Regions from separate parts of the Anas platyrhynchos genome. Here region 2 is linked to region 1. Evidence: chromatin contacts called from public Hi-C data. All regions are on one chromosome and are shown on one strand. The core of a region is the stretch at or near the end of the contact, and the rest is flanking DNA. Distances in the headings are between cores, read along the strand shown.

Evidence for each region. Hi-C and Micro-C count contacts between places; a contact is called where the count stands out from the background.
Region 2: a Hi-C map of liver shows a contact between it and region 1, with 3 times the contacts expected there. The contact joins the enhancer-like site here to the promoter of PDGFRL in region 1. A contact is called at or near these places in 4 of 8 Hi-C or Micro-C datasets (liver, skeletal muscle and subcutaneous adipose tissue).

The regions. Positions count from the first base shown.
Region 1 is chr4:21,181,557-21,184,256 of IASCAAS_PekinDuck_T2T, reverse strand. It overlaps PDGFRL (platelet derived growth factor receptor like), which reads right to left and starts at 1,256. Exons shown (of 6, transcript XM_027456180.3): 1 at 1,093-1,256. The coding sequence starts at 1,147. SLC7A2 (solute carrier family 7 member 2) reads right to left here. Exons shown (of 12, transcript XM_027456179.3): 12 at 2,038-2,700.
Region 2 is chr4:21,328,553-21,331,252 of IASCAAS_PekinDuck_T2T, reverse strand. No RefSeq gene overlaps it. Among named protein-coding and RNA genes, the nearest start is that of MTUS1, 8.5 kb to the right of the region's middle. Within about 2 kb of position 1,257, at least 3 of the 8 cell types and tissues checked have an H3K27ac peak or open chromatin away from gene starts, as enhancers often do.

The DNA of each region.
Region 1 (2,700 bases), core at 7-2,506:
GGGCACTTTGACAATCTCTCAGCCTGGAGACTCTACAACCTCCCTGGATAACTATTTCCAGGGCTTAACAGCTCTCAGGGTGAAGAATTTTTATGTTTTTACTATAATTTTTTCCCTTATGTCCTGGGCCACTTGTGGCAGCTGCCTCTTTTCCTTGCATGGTGCATCTCAGAGCCTGGCTCAGGTTTCTCCACAAATCCTCACTGTCACACAGCCTCCCCATGCTGACAGACCTCACTCCCAAATCTTTTCCTGACAACACATGGGAAATGGCAGCAGGAGGGGACAATGCTTCAATTTTTACTTCAGCTGCCCTCTCCACCAGCAGATCACACAATGACTGACGTTTTCAGAGTAGGAGCACAAGCCACTGGCTAGAGCCCACAAGTATGAGTAACAGAGAAGTTGGTTAGGAGCTTTCTTCCCCAGTCAAAAACTAACTCCTTCCCCTGCCAGGAGTTCATCGCAACATAAAACTGAGTCAAGAACAAAGTTAAAAAAAAAAAAAAAAAAAAAAAAAAAAGAAAGAAAGAAAGAAAGGAGGAAGGACCGATGCCTGCCATGCAGGAACTGACCCACTTGCACCCAGAACCTTCCACCAGCACCATGCGGGGACACGACGCCTGCTCCATGGCAAAGGATGCCTCAAACAGACCTGGGGTGGGAGACGGGTTTGTGACAACCACGTCCAGGCACACCCCGGGGGCTGAAGCATCACTCTTTCCCTCACAAGTGACATTGATTATAATTATTTTTTAAACTGAGCGCCACGCGCAGCACTAAGCCTCCTCGGGACAGGCGCAGGGACCTGAGAGCTGGCTAAAACAGCGAGGCAGCAGAGGGGCAGCTGGTGTTTCCGACGACGCCCCCCTACACGCACCCCAAATCTCCGCCCTGGACGAAGCAGCCCCATTTCGGCCCCGCGGCTCGCTGTGGGGGCTCCCCGAAATGGCCGCCGGCCCGCCGCGGGGTCCCTCATGGCGGCGGGCGGGGGGCGCCCGGCGGGGCAGGGTGCAGGGGAAGCAGCCGGGGGAGCCCGAGGCAAGGTGCGAGGGGGACGAGAGGGGGACGAGAGGGGTGGCGGCGGCTCACCGTGCGGCAGCGCGTCCTGCAGCAGCAGCAGGCTGAGGAGCACCCAGAACCGCATGGCGAGAGCGGTCGGGGCGCTGGGCTGAGGCGGGGCGGGCGCGGCGATGGAGGCGGCCCGGCAGCGGCAGCGGGGGCCCCGCGGGGAGGAGCCGGCGGCTGCGGGGAGCCCCGGGCCGGCACCTCACGGGGAGAGGGCGCAGCGCTGACCTGGCCCCGTCGGGTGGTCTGCTGGGCTCTGCTGCCTGCCTGGCACCTGCTTCGGCTCACATGGCGCACTTCGCAGCTCCGTCGTCTCCACCGCTCCCCATAAGGCTGGAGAGGGTGGCAGAGGGGGCCCCCAAAAAGCTCCGCTTCTCCAGCTGCCTCCTCTGGTCGAGGGCTGGCTCTGCTTTCAGTGCTGCTGCACGTAATGATCTGCTCTGCACGTGTGGAAGCTAATTATCTTGATTAGCTCATCAGTGACCCTTTTGCCAGATGTGGCTGTGCACTGGTGGTTGCCATCAGCCTATAGAGGCTTCTACGTGCAGGGTCACTGCAGGGTGCTTCAGGATTGAGCAAGGTGAATGCCGAGGACTACTCGCTCCCTCTGGAAGTCAAACCTAACATCAGCTCTGGTTTGGCACCATAAGTCGAAACGCCCAAATCAGAGGGTGTTATGCTGTGTTTTGATGAGTTCTTGAGTGCTTAGACGCAAGTATGAAACACACACTTCTACTCTGCCCATCCCCAGACCACTGGAAAAAATAAAGGATTTAAACATAAAACAGTTTTTTTTTTTTCTCCTCTACAAAAAGTATAGGAACTATGACGCTATTTATTACAAGTGAGTTATGGTTAGTATAATGTCATGACATGATGACACACTAGTGATTATTAAGTCACTGTATTACTTTAGTATTTACTACAACTACAGTGGTGATTGAAGTTAGAGGTGTTGTATGATGTACGTACAAGTGATATTCAGCTTTATTTAAAAAATACAGGACAAATGCACAATTGTTATCCCATGAAGCACATTTTACAGTAAATGAAGAGCAACATAATTTCCATTAGAATTTAGAACTAATGTAACGAGAAATATTGCTGATTCTAATGCTGTTGAAAAAGTGGAAAAAAAAAAAAAAACAAACAAGCACCATATTTTTAAATATATGCATTTTTACATTCATAAAAATTCAAGACTTTTCATTTTGGCTAGAGCACTTCAAAGAAATATAAATTTGTAGTTTACGTGGCATGATAATCATTCTATCTATACTTTAAATGCTCAGCAGCACATAATACAGAAATTATCACTACAATGTACATATGAACCAGAAAAGTTAAAATGGATATAAACATTACTGTTTTTAAAATGATACACATAACTGTTCTTAAAGATATGTAACATATTTCACGCTTTGCTTTCTGTTAATACAAAAGAAAAAAAAAAAGCCCTCCTAAACATTTGAATCGTGTTATCCTTTGTCCTGACTGCAACTAAACTTCTATTGGTGAAGGTGGAGTTTGCCTCACACAAGGCTCAGTGAAAACATACAAAGACAACAGAATTTGTCCAACTGACAACAAAAATAAACAATTATATATACACATAGATCTTCGTAATGCATG
Region 2 (2,700 bases), core at 8-2,507, 150 kb before region 1:
CATTTATTTCACTGTCTGTTTTACCATCGAGGAGCCCAACCAAAGTGGGAGGAGAACATCTTACCAAAATTAAAACCCCTTCTCTGGGACGTACACATTTTGGAAGGCAGAGGAAAAAAATGGAACCATTCTGATCCATTGATGTCACTTTCTCACTATAAAGAAGAAAAAAAAAAGACACTAAATGCATGAAATGAAGAAATGAAACCTAAAATTCAAAATGCAGTTATGAGAGTGAGACTGAATGTTTGTCCCCACCATCTCTGATTTTTGTTGTACCACATAGCAAGTCACTGAGCCCTTTGATAATCTCTCCTCATACAGGAGAAAAATACCGTTCGGCTGTTTTACAGAGCACCTTGAAACCTCCTGAAGAAACATGTAATTCAAGGACTAAGTTTAGTCCTGTTACTAGGTTAGGCTACTAGTTATGTCTGATCCTTGTGATGATCAGGAATCCTCAGGTTTTTCACTTGGATAAAACCTTGCTAGCAGCATTTCCTTGATGATATACAATACAGATTGTTAAGAGTTTTGTGCATTCTGCTTTAAGGCAGCAGAATGCCTCAGTTTGGGAAGCTCTTTGTGGAAAGAAGAACTCAGCCTCTGGGAAAAGGTGTAGTGTGCAAGTATTTCAGGGTATATTTAAAATGCCCAGAGTTCTCCCTGAAAATTACCACTGATAGCTTGCATCCAAACCATGTATTTAAAGCAAAAAAGTGCTGACTATAGCAGAAGGCTCCACTGTACTTAGGCCTTATTGTCTTCAATTTCCAGACCAGTATGATTAATTAAGGAAGTCTGCAGCTTCAGCTTCCACGGAGACAGCAGAACTAGAGAGCAGGAAGTAATCAGCTGAAGCTGGCACCACCATCCATTATATCAGTATGCACGGAGAGAGGAGATCGGTGACCCTTAATGTGAGTGGTGCCTGGTACAGCCATTTAAAGCGCATTGCAGGCTGCTCACTGTAAATGGCAAATGAAATCCAGAAGCAGAAGTCGATGTGCACGGTGTGGTATTTCAGAGTCTGTCTCCTATGATACACAAAGTACGAAAAAAAGCCATACAAACAAGGATTCCTTAGAGAATTCTAGTAGCACATAGGGGCTTAGAAAATGCTGTTTGTTGCTCCGGAGTTCATTTCAGACTGTGGAAAAGTACAAAAACTAACAAATACCCACTAATAGGAGGCTGAGCAAGGGATTGTGGTTAAGGAGGGCGCCATGTGGGACAGCAGGGATGAGTACTTCTCCACTGCACATTCCAGCTGTGACTCAGAAGCCCGTCACAACAGAAAACGTGCATGTTTGTGTAATCCCTTTTGCAAGTAAACTGACTTCTGCCTTCAGAAGATTCTGATATCTGGCATCCTGGTGGCTGACCTACATGCTAGCCTTTAAGTTCAGCTAAGGGAAAACAAGTAGTTAGTCATGCCTAAACTAACATTTCATTCCTACTACAACTTATCTTTTCCTCCTACTGTCCAGGACTACTGGGCTATCAGAAAAAGGAACTGAAGTGAAAACAAAGAAATAGACTGCCCAGACAATGTAATGTTTTGTAACTTCATGTTAGACTTTTCTTTTGTTACAGTTCATTATACTTCCAATTAATCCCTGAATCAGCACAATAGACAAAAATAACATATGCCTAAAATATTACTTCAAAATTTATCTAGTTTATTTTAAACTTTGTTTATTTGCGCTGTCTTAATGGTATGAAATACCAATACCACAATTTCATAGTGAAATCCTACTGTATCTCGGGTGAAGAGTGCTGTACAAACATAACACATGCAATACCTTTCTCATTCACCTGCAGTTTTCCAACAAGATAATATTCTTCTCTGTTTCAGATGTACCTGATTCAGCAGTAAGCCTTGCCCATTTTGGAAGGTCAAGTGGTTTGAAGGGAAATCCTAGACAGGACTAAATTTTTTTTTAATGTAAGGCCTGTCCAGCCATTAAAACCACACCAAGAGCAACAGTCTTCCAGGCTGTTGCAATTAAGGTGGTTTTTGTTTGGTTAGTTGGTAGGCTTTGTTTTTTTCCCAAGCGACACTTCTTTGGTTAGTTAGAATGAGTATTGAAATGTGGAGCAAAAATAATACTTCATCAAACCTGTTCTAAGGAAACTAGGGATTGTTTCAGACATGAATTCACATAAGACCTCTAAGTGATCCATGCTGTAGGAAAAACATGGACTAAAACATAATAAGTGCAAATTAAAAATAAAAATTAAAAAAAGTATTTTTTTCTCCCATTGGATTATTTTCACTCTAGATTCCATCCATACGGGTTTTCTCATTTTCTTCTTTTGGCTTGTCTTACTACCCAGGAAAGAAAAAATCTTAAAATTACATTTATTTTCTTGCTCCCATTGGATGCATACCATTTCTTAAAAATGACATCCACAAAAGGCTTATTTTGTGTTTTCTTTGCTCATTTTCCCCCAATCTTTTATTGTATATACAGCAACCTTTCATACATCCAGACCAGCATTCAGTTTCCCTCACAAAATCAAAAGCACATGCTGTCCCTTCGTTAACACCAGAATTCATCCATCCATGTTAGAGAGGGTGGGGAAAGAGAAGAGGAAAGGTTTTTATTCTCCAGTTGTCAGGCTTTTCACCTTTAACAGATCCCCTTTGAGCAAGTAGTGCAGAATCCTGCCAAAAGCTGCTGTAGTGCAGCTTCC